Regions from separate parts of the Hordeum vulgare genome. Here region 1 is linked to region 2. The links are chromatin contacts, called in public Hi-C maps. All regions are on one chromosome and are shown on one strand. Each heading gives the region's core, a stretch centred on a gene start, on an enhancer-like site or on the middle of the called end of the contact. The rest is flanking DNA. Distances are from core to core; before and after follow the strand shown. Region 1 holds the start of LOC123425750 (G-type lectin S-receptor-like serine/threonine-protein kinase B120). Region 2 has its middle 83 kb from the start of LOC123425750.

Region 1 (5,932 bases), core at 1,966-4,465, 84 kb after region 2:
TGAGCTCAAAGCCGACTCTTCGATAAAGAGGGAACCTTGGTTGCGGCCGGAAAAGAGGCCCAGAGTCAAGGCTTCGGGATTTTGAGGTTCATCGGTCGAGGCTATGATTTTGGCGGGAACATATTTCCCCAGGAGTCGGCGGAGAATTCGAGATCTCCAAACCTTATTTGCTGACCGGAGGCGAAGTCTCCGATCTGGCCCGGAAGGCCAGTTGGGTTCGTGCGCAGCGTGATGTCGCCGAGCATGAGGACCTGTCCGGGGGCGAAGACCCCGTTGCTGATTCAATTGTTGATGATCAGGCGATCCATCAATCCTTCCACGATCCAACATCGGAACTCTCAATGAAAGCACCAATGTCGGTGTCAAAACCGGCAAATCTCGAGTAGGGGATCCCGAACTATGGACCGTGGATCGATGGATTGCAGGAGAAAAGGGGAGATAGTATTTACCCAGGTCCGAGCCCTCTTGAGGAGGTAAAACCCTACGTCCTGCTTCATTATATTGATGTGGATGATGATTAGAGAGTTGATCTACCTCGAGATCGTATGAGCTAAACCCTAGATGAGTCAACCTGCCTATACGCATGAGAACGTCTGGTTCATATAGACACCAGGGTTCCTAGGGTTACATATTGCCGACCTCAGCCGGGGACGGATGGGCCGATCTGGTCTTCTTAACTTGGAGCGCACGCCAGTCTTCGGAGCATTCCATCTCGATCATGAAGTTGTCAGACAACCCGGTCTTCAATGATGCGACCCATATGGTCGGCCCATAAGGGATAAGCCGACCGCCCGAGGACCCCTTAATCCAGGACTCCCTGAGATGCCCATATTGGTTCCTACATATTCCACGAAGATCTTTATCGGTTAAACCACGATGTCGAGGATTCAGTTAATCTCGTATGCAATTCCCTTTGTCGAGCGATATGTTACTTGCCCAAGATTCAATCGTCGGTATCTCCATACCCAGTTCAATCTTGATACCGGTGAGTCTCTTTACTCATTCCATAATAGAAGATCCCGCGACTAACTTATTATTAACATTGCTTGCAAGCTTCTTGTGATGTTTATTACCGAGAGGGCCCAGAGATATCTCTTTGTCACAAGGAGTGACAAATCCCTATCTCGATCCACTCCAACCAAACAGACACCTTCAAAGATACCCGTGGAGCACCTTTATGATCACCCTGTTACGAAGTGATGTTTGACAACACACAAGCACTAGTGGAGATATGGCTAACCACAACTTATGTTAGTGGCGCGCCAATTTGAAGCGACGCTAGCACTATTATTTTCAAATAGCACCGGCGTTGGCCAAATTGGTACGCCAGCTTAGTACAGATAGTGCTGGCGTGGATAAAAATGGAACACCACCAAAGTGTGGGCCTTGTTGTGCTGAACAATCGGAAGATATTGCTCATGTTGGATATCCTCGCACCTCACAACTATATAATGTAGTGCTGACGTTCACTCTTCATGAACGTCATGTTGGTAGCCTCTTTGTTTCTCAAATACATTTGCTTCAAATTCTCCACAAAATTCTTCTTCCTAACAAGCTCCTCTTAGTTATGGACCCATATCGGCATTGCGGGTCTGAGAGGACCACAACTGCAGTGACGGCGGGGCGAGGCATCATGGATAGTGTTGCTCGAAACCTTGGAGGAGTGGATATGCGCGACATTACAAATGAAAACCCTGTCCGATTTTGGTCAGGCCGACGGCTAGGGTACATGTAGGTGTTGTTCCCCTCCCTAGAGGCATCACCGAGTGTCGCCATGTCCCTCGCTTGCTTAGTCTTGGTAGTGGTCCCCGAGCGAAAGCCTTAATTCGGTGCAGGATCGACCCGATGGCAACGTCTTAGATGTCGTCCCTCTGTTGGGAGCACAGTGTAGGGAGACATGGAGTTCCTATATTACGCTCCTCTGGTGTTCGATGTCGCCCTCCGGCGCAATGTACGACCGTTGCTGGTGAACCCAATACGATGTCTTCCTCGGGTCGGATCGAGTCGTGCCATCCTCTTGCCAACTCCTTAAGGCATTAAGGGGGTATGGTGCGTCGACAAGGAAAGCTTGCTGGGAGCTGTTGTTCTTCGGAGGTGACCGACGTTGGTCGAGACACGATGAGGTTCTTGGTTTTGGGTAGGCTCTTTCACGTTGTAGTGGTGTTGTCATAGGTGGATGCCTTTGGACTGGCGAGATGTGGAGTTAATGACACGCTCATTGTTTGCAACGATTTTATAGACGTTTTGTACTTGCATTTCTCTTTTTCTATAAAGCTATGACACGTAATTTACATACTCATGAAAAAAGACCTAGTTAGACTCTCTTTTTTCCTATAAAAAGGAGAGAATGATTTGAGAATGGGCAGCCCAAAAGCTCTGGTATATACTAGTGCTAAATCACATAATTATAGCCCCATAAAAGCCATGAATCCACCTTTGCAAGTGAGCAGAGGCACAACCTGTGATAATTCCCGGGACCCTCCAGTTTATGTCTGGTACAGCCAGGGATGCGTGTTGCGGGTCCAATCAAGGAAGCAGCCCCGAGCCCGAGACCGCTTTACGGTCACAGGAACCCGTAGTAGGACGAACCAACCAACAAATTGTGAGCATGTGTTTCCCGCATGCCTTTCCAGCGGTCGTTGCTTGTTTGGTGCATGTTCCGGGAACTCGACGGCCGCAAGTGCGCGCCCATTCTTCCTGCACGGTGACACGGCGATCCTGCATTGCCTAACCACCAAACGCCGTTGCATCGAGAACAAAAAATGAGACGAAGAAACGAAATGCCGAAAGATGAGCTACTGCATGCCCAGATGCACACCACATGACCACAAGGTATTCCACTACAGCACAAAAAGATCCGAAACCATGGTGGTGTCGCCATCCCTGTCTCTCCTTCCCTCTCTCCCCGGGCATGTGTGAACGACGAGCCAGATCTCCCACCAGGAGCAGTGCCCCGTGGTGTGCTGCACTGTGCGACGGCACTCGGGAGATAGGGACACAAGGAGCGCGCGCGTATGTTCCGTTTGTACCATGGCCCTCGCCATCCTGCCTAGCCGGGGCCCACACAGTTGGACGAGCCGGGCCACGCACCCCGTATGACTCCCCGCCGTGGCTCACCGGCGGCAAATCGCTTTTGAACTACCCCGAAAGCAAAGCTAGTACGTGCTTAGGCACGCTAATTAATACACTATATTACTACCGCGCACTAAACAAATCCACGACATCGGTCTCGCCATAACGCACTCCCTCCCTCCTTCCCTCTCTCTCTCTCTCTTTCTCTGTCTGCTCGCCACCAGTGAGGTGGTAGTTGGTGGCTGGCTGGGCGCTACCTCAGCAGGCAAAAGCGGGTAGAGGGGCAGCGGGAGCCAGGAGGAGGGAGGGAGGGCCTGCTGCGTCCATGGCGATGGCGGCTTCTCGCCTCCTCATCTGGCTCTGCGGCGCGCTGGCCGTGGCGGCGGCGGCCACGGACACGCTGAAGCAGGGGGACTCGCTGACGGCGCCGGCGACGCTGGTGTCCTCGCCGTTGGGGGTGTTCGAGCTGGGCTTCCACGCGCCGGACCCCGCGCGCCCGGCCCGCCTCTACCTCTGCGTCTGGTACCGCGACACTCGGCCCAGGACCGTCGCGTGGGTCGCCAACCGCGCCAACGCGGCCGCCGCGGCCGCGCCCTCGCTCACGCTCACGGCCGGCGGCGAGCTCCGCGTCCTCGACGGCGCCGCCAAGGACGGCGCGCCCATGCTCTGGTCCTCCAACACCACCACGCGGGCCGCGCCGCGCGGGGGCTACGAGGCCGTCATCCTCGACTCCGGCAGCCTCCAGGTGCGCGACGTCGACGCCACCGTCATCTGGGACAGCTTCTGGCACCCGTCCGACACCATGCTCTCCGGGATGCGCATCAGCGTCAACGCCGAGGTCAGGGCGCAGGTCAGGGGCCCGCCGGAGCGGATGCTCTTCACGTCCTGGGCAAGCGAGACGGACCCCTCGCCGGGCCGGTTCGCGCTCGGGCTCGACCCGGCCAACCCCAGCCAGGCCTTCATCTGGAAAGATGGCAATGTTCCATTCTGGAGGTCAGCTTCTCCATGCCCTACTCCCTACCATCTTTTATATTTGAATAAAGTATAGCTTGCTTCAATTTTTTTTTGCTTAATTTTAAATAATTATACAGTAGGAATGTTGTAGAGACTAGAACTACGTACTATATATTTTATTGGGGCATTAATGTTACTACTACTAGTACTAGTTGAGCTGCTGGTTGTTCTCTAATTCTGTTCTTTTGCCATCTACCTAGGAAATATGGAATCTGTCATCTCGTATGTTTTTTTAATTTTACCCCCATGATACATGAGGTTAGCAAAATCAAAATTCAAAAAAAAAAGTATGTTTTTTTAATTTCCTTTCAGGAGATTGTGTATACTTCCTTCCTGAGGCAATCCAATTTGTGTTTTGTTTTAGTTGTTCCAGTCGGCACTAGGCAGCATCAGCTGTCGACTTAGCTAGTCTGAATTGCAAATTGCGAGCATCTTCTTTTCGTGTGCTATACACAAACATCATTCACACTTCATTGTAGGATGATGCATCAAAAGGATCAGGTTCAAAAGTGGGAAACTAACTAGCCAGGTGGGGCTGTACCTCTACTTGCAGTCCATCAGTCGGCAAAATAGTGTCATGGTAGATTCGTAGGTCATCTCTTGATAAGGATGGGCGATGGCATTTGGTAAAGTTATTTGTAAAGCTTCAAATCTTGCCTGCTAGAGGAGTTCCTCTCCAAACCATAGGAGAGGCGATCTCCGAGCGCACCACGCCGCAACCTCTCCTCTGTCGGTAGATCGTCGCTCGTCGCCTCCCTCCTCCTCCGCTGGCTCTGCCAGTGTCGGAGTGCGGGAAGGCCCCACTACCGGATTGATTCCCCGATCAACAATGACTGGCTCTGGCTGGTTCCGGCGATTGAGCAGCAGTGGCGCGCCATCGGCCCATTCGGGAGCAACTTTTTTATTTTCCAGGGATGTTTATACTACTGGTTTGGTTTATAGATCTGAGTGTTTTTCCGCAAAATAAATAAATAAATATCTTGCTTGCTAGAGTATTGTTTGGAACAAATCTCAGAATGATATATTATCTTGTGTGCTTGTATTTATCCAATAGTGTTTGTGTAGTGTTGTTGAAATGTGCTAACTTCCGGTTAGTGATTTCAAATGAAAGGAGTAGAATTCTGTATGTTCCTTAGTTAAGCTTCTGGGTCAAGGCGTCAAGCTATTGGTGCATGAAGTCAACATGTGGAGTTCCGTAACTACCTAAGGGAAAATTGCGGTTGCTTATTAGTAAGATTTTGAATTGAGGGTCCATTGGTGTTCTGTTCTGCATTTTTATCAGGTTGTCACAAGTCTGATTTCTGGCTGCAGTGTTTTCAACTTTGTGCCAGTTGCAGTGGCACCCATTCGTATTATATCCGTGTTTTAGAGCTGACCAGTCTCTAGTTGTAAGATGAAGTATTGAAATATAATTAGGATGTCCACCATTTTCTTACTGGGCAGACTTTTTGGGAGAGGGTTGGTTTATGAAACTCAACCAGGCTGTAGCTGATGTTTTATAATGTTGTTTTAGTTGTGAGTTGCAGCTTGCAATCCATATTTGCACATGTGCTATTCTTCTATATATTGGTGATTCTCAACTAAGTTTTTTTTAGAAAAGGATTCTCAACTAAGTTTACCTGCTATATAGTGGATTGGGGCCAATACAATCTATCAAAATCCCTGACAAACCCATTCAGTCTGCACTGACATTTATGAAGTTGGTCGAATCGCCTTTTGACAAATCTGAAACATGTACACAGTACACTTTAAAGTTTATTTGTGTTTGAAATGTGATTTCAGCCTTCTTGTTCCTGTAATTACCAACCAATTCACCTGTGCTTGTTTCATACTAAGAAATCTGTTC
Region 2 (5,381 bases), core at 7-2,506:
GTGAGCATGGCGGTCAATGTTGACGATGGAGCTTGATTTATCTATGTGATTTAAGCATCTTTTGTCTAGTTTTATCGTGTATTCATGAAGTTAAACATCATACATCATATGTTGGTATGATTTTGAATGTGATGAACTAGTATGATGATCTATTCATGATGTATAGATATATAAATGATGCACTTATCATGATGAACTTGATAATATTTACATATAATTGTGTTTGCGCGACAGCGAACCCTCCGACGCAAAATAAATCCCGTAAATGTGTTACGCGTAACATTTGCGGGACATGTTTACCAAAACTATATCGTTGGAAGGCTCGTCATCCCGTAAAAAGTTGTTCTGCCGGAAAAAGTGACCATTTGGGGGTTCCCTTAGATGCTCTAAAAGGCATACGAGATGACGAAGGAAAACACCAAAGCCATAGCCTGGTCCTTGTTTGGTCCCTGTTTGGTCCATGACAGTGACGGTGATAATGGAGACCATGGAGGTAGAGAAAACAACGACGACGACGACAACCACAAAGACGACAGCACGTTCTACGTTGGCACAGTCAAAACCATTTGTTTATCTATCATCAAAGGGCGTCATCAGCTTGACTATCTACGAGGAGCCCTCGTTATTTATCTGGCTCGGTAGTTCCGGGTCTCGATGCAGAGTTGCCGAACAATTTTATTCTAGATCCGGTGTTGTTGGTCACGGGGCTAGACTATAAGCCAGGAGGAGCTAGATTTCTGTAGGGCGTGTATGATATCCGGGGCCGGGTGTATAAACTGACCACGAGCTGCTGCGTTTGGGCCTTTGGGTCTGGGGGTTGTTTATGCAGGGAAGTCATTGGAATAGCGTGGGAATCCTGTAGATTATGTATTTATGTACAGCGACACAAAACGTAGCTTGAAGAGAACGTCATATGCAGCGGTTCACATCGAGTTTGAGTTTGATCAGCTGCTCCAACCTCGTTCCCTGTAACTCACAGCTCGTTTGAAGCACTGATGCGGCTCTGCTACTCATCACAGTCCGAACAAGAAAGTTGCTGCTGCATCGAACCAGTTTATTTTCCCTGCAAAAGGGAAAGTGAGAATGATCTAAATATTATTCTACCGAGTGAATCACAGTATTCGCCTTTCCAAGCCAGCAGTGGGTGGCACTGATCATTCCTCCCTGAACCCTCGGTTTTTCTGTTGGTACAGCTAAGAATCCATGTTGCGGGTCCAAGCAAGCAGTCTAGACCACTTTACGCTCGTGGGGCATGCAGTACGACCCACCGACCTGGTCCATGTATCCGCGTGCTTTCCAGCGGCCGGTCGTCACGCCATGCGTGTGTTATTTAGGGGATTTGATGGCCTCACGTGTGCAGTTTTCTTGCATAGCAAACGTAGCTATATCTCGTTGTCTAACCACTGCTGTATATTTTCTCATGTTGCCTCTTTATTTTTGTGGGTAATTCTCATGTGCCTCTGATTACTGATGAATAGTAATAATTGCTGTAGTAACTCTTTGTTCAGGAGTAAGTAGCACCGAAGCGAAAAAGGCGTCTTCCTGAAGATAGCCACCCAAAGTTAAGCACCTCGTCCAACTAGATCACATCGGAGCACTTCGTAGATGCGCTAGTGAAGGAACAAGGCATTCCACTACAACACAAAAAGAGGTTCTGGTGGTGGCGTGCCACTGGTGTCACCGTCCCGGCTTCTCCTGTCACCTATCATTTTCTCCGCCAATAAACGGGCACGTACAAGTAAAAGACGCCACATCTTAGGGCATCCCATCGCCTGACCCTCGAAACTGACACACTATTTATCCTTCGAGACAAATACGATAAACGGTCATCCAACTATTTTGAATTTTGTTCACGCGTTGATCACCGGCGATTTAGATGGTTGTTCAGGTTGATGGAATTTATTCCGGCTCAAAAAGAAAAATATTTCCTAAGCATTCACCTTTATTTTATTTCTATTAAGTCCGCCACATTCAAATAATTAAAAAAAAATAACACAAATCATTCATAAATAACATGTAAATATTCCTAGTATAACCATAGTTTAAATGTAAATATAATATCCGAGATAATCGGATGTTTTACAAGTTTATCGAATTTATTGATTTTAAATTCAACGATATTTGAGACAGAATCCTTACATGTCGTCTTATATATTATGCCCCTTGAGCTTCATAAAAAATGTATGAAGGTAAATGGCATGTCCTCCTTTCTGCAGTACAACACATCAACACATCCAAACTATATACAATGTGATGATTATTAAGTTACAACATTGAGTGACATAGCAAATTGCTCAACATATAGAGCAACAAGAAGCAAATCTTACTATTTCAATGATTTGTGAGCCCCGTGGCAACATTCTCCACTTGTTCAATGGCAGCACAAAACAAAACTTCATGACGGAGTTAAAGATTGCGTATCACCGATTGGCTACCAACTTCATAGTACGTCCATGGATCACGTGCAAGTCGTAGGACACGAAGTGTTTTTGTTCCTGAAACGAACATGCACGTTTTTCTAAGAGTTTGAGCCCCTTGTCTCATGCCTATAAATTTTGTAAATACAACCTTCCACGCATCGGACAACTCATTCTTTATCACCGAGTCTCCTGCCATCGTCACCTCACTACTAGGAGAAAATTTATAAATAAAAACTTAGCAGTGGCGTGGGGTAGGGGTGCATCGCTGCTGCTACTTAGTAGTAGCGCGTGACACATTCCAACGCTAAAGTAAAAAGTAGCATCGGGTAGGCAGGCCGGCGCTACTGCTAAGCGATCCCATCGTCACCCACCGGGGCTGCTCATAATAGTAGCGCTTGGCTAAAATCAGCGCTACTACTATTAACTTAGTAGTAGCGTGTGTCGGTGGCCCACAGCAACGATGGGCCACCGACACGCGCTACTACTATAGTGCTTAGCAGTAGTGTTGTTCTACATCCCGTGTAGTGCTATCCCGCAACCATCTTTTGTCCCACCCCGTCCCCTTTGCTATCTCCCACCTCTACCTCCCTCACTTAGTTCTTCCTTCTCCTACCTCTCTTCTCTCCCCCATTAATGCCCCCATCTACCATCTCCTCCATTAATGACCTCTCTTTTCTCTAGCTTCTTCCTCACTTTATTTGTCTCTCCCTCCTTCCTTTTTCTCCCCACTCCTACCTTTGTCTCACTAGCTAGCTCTCCCTCCCTCTCCACTAGTTTCTTGTCCAACATCACTACTTTCTTGTCCAACATCCCTAGCACCATTGTCCACCTTAATTTCTATTACTCCATCCGGCCTTTTTTACTCGCACATAAGAATTGTTTGAAGTCAAACTTTGTAAAGTGTTGACAAATTTTATAAAAAATATCAACATCCATAATATGATATCAATATCATTAGATGCGTTATGAATTGAATTTTCATATTATATAAATTTAGTAATATAGATGGTGATATTTTTCATATAAATATGGTCAAATATTACAAATCTTGACTTCAAAATTTTTTACATGCTAAGTAGAAAGGACTGGAGAGAGTATTCCGCAATTCTCTAGAGTATCTTCTTGTAGGATCCAAAAGAAAAACTTCTGGTAGAGACTAATGATGCCATACAAAATGTTTGAAGAGGTGTTTGTGAAAACAAACTATTTTCTCTTTAGCATTGGTGCTTATTTGTTAATCAGGGATGATGAGAGGGCTTCAGTGGGCATCTTGCCAAACCTAATCCCTATCCTCACGCGAAAACAATTATTATATTAGTTAGTGGACGAACATTAAATTCTACACGAACCATACACCAAAGAAGTGTTGGGGTATCCTCCTCTTGTGGGTTGTTGCTTCTCCTGTAGGAGTTTGTTAGACTTTCCTGGAGAGGAAGGGTGATCTAGCAAATCCGTAGAAATTATTTCATTCAGTTAAGAACCAATGTTATATCCAGCAAGTAGGAGTATCCAACCTAACAAGGTAAGCAACACCTACACACAAACAAAAAAATGTGTGCACCCTAACTTGGCAAGGGTGTTGTTAACCGCCTTGTCTTGTTAGTTGCAAGATTAAAAGAAAATAATGATAAATAGTGATATAGAAAAATAAAAAATGGTAGAAGTAAATGAAAGAGCAATATGAGGGACACAATTATTGATAGAGAACGGACCCGGAGGCCATAGGTTCACTAGTGGCATCTCTCTCGGAAGCACGTACTGGCATGGTAAACAATTTATTGTTGGGCCACTAACATAAAAGTAGCACTAATAAGTATGGTCATTCATGGCATAATCTTATATATGCATCACGTCTGTGACAAGTATATCGTAATCCAATTACATCTACTATTATTAGTCCACACCAAAACCGCTATCCAGCATGCATTTCTAGTTATTAAGTTTACTAAAAAATAAAGTAATGCAATAAGCAAGATGCCATGATCTAGACAGAAAGAAACCGCAATAAGATCAATCACCGTCGTTTTATCCTTTGTAGCAACAACACATCACGTGCCTTCTCCCCATTCTGTCACTGGAATATAGATCACTATGAGGTTGAACCCACTACTATGCACCACTGTCTCTCAAGACTTACCCATCTATCTTGGTGAGGGAACATAGATATCTCGAAAAGCATAGATAGCTACTCAATTATACATCAAAGAAACTTAAGAAGGTTCAATTATATTCAATGAACAATCTGATCACAACACACCATAAGAATTACATTGGATTTACACAAAGGAGAATATTGTAGTGAAGATCCAAAAGAGAGAGAGAGAAAAGTCATCTAGCTACTACTATGGATCCGTAGGTCCTCAAAAACCACTCACACATCATCATGAAGGCAACAAGGTTGATGAAAAGGTCTCCCGTGGAGGCTTCCCCCTCCTCCAGAGTATCAAACCATTGCCCTAGATGGGCCTTCTTTAGAACAAAGGCTTGTGGTGATGATAAAATTCTCTCATCTATCTCTCGGAGGGTTTAGGGAATTACGGAATTTATATGCACAGGAATTAGGTCAAACGAACCAGCTAGGGGCCCTGAAGCCCAGGTGGCGGGGCCACCCCTGGCCGCACAACCTGCCCTTGTGGCTAGTTAGCGGGTCCTCTCTTGGCTTCCCAAAGCTTCTAGGTTCTCTCATACTCCAAAAAAACGACAAAATTTGGCATCATATTTGGACCTTCCTAGATATGGTTTTCCTGCGAAAGTAAAAACAAGCAAAAAACAAGAACTTGAACTAGACACTAAATTAATAAGTTAGTCTAGAAAACAATAAAAAATAAAAAATAAAGCATACAAAAGTGATAATATGATAGCATTAAATAATAATAAAAATATAGATACGTTTGATACATATCAGTTGTGAGGAGACACAATGGGGCCATTCATGCAACACATTCATGTGGAAAAAACCAC

Evidence for each region. Hi-C and Micro-C count contacts between places; a contact is called where the count stands out from the background.
Region 1: a contact with region 2 is called in a Hi-C map of leaf, with 4 times the contacts expected there. The contact joins the promoter of LOC123425750 here to the enhancer-like site in region 2. A contact is called at or near these places in 4 of 6 Hi-C or Micro-C datasets (leaf and seedling).

The regions. Positions count from the first base shown.
Region 1 is chr2H:181,900,392-181,906,323 of MorexV3_pseudomolecules_assembly, forward strand. LOC123425750 (G-type lectin S-receptor-like serine/threonine-protein kinase B120) reads left to right here and starts at 3,216. Exons shown (of 9, transcript XM_045109468.1): 1 at 3,216-4,065. The coding sequence starts at 3,398.
Region 2 is chr2H:181,818,230-181,823,610 of MorexV3_pseudomolecules_assembly, forward strand. No RefSeq gene overlaps it. Among protein-coding and RNA genes, the nearest start is that of LOC123425750, 83 kb to the right of the region's middle. Within about 2 kb of position 1,257, at least 3 of the 3 cell types and tissues checked have open chromatin away from gene starts, as enhancers often do. A contact at or near this core is called in leaf and seedling, where this site is marked.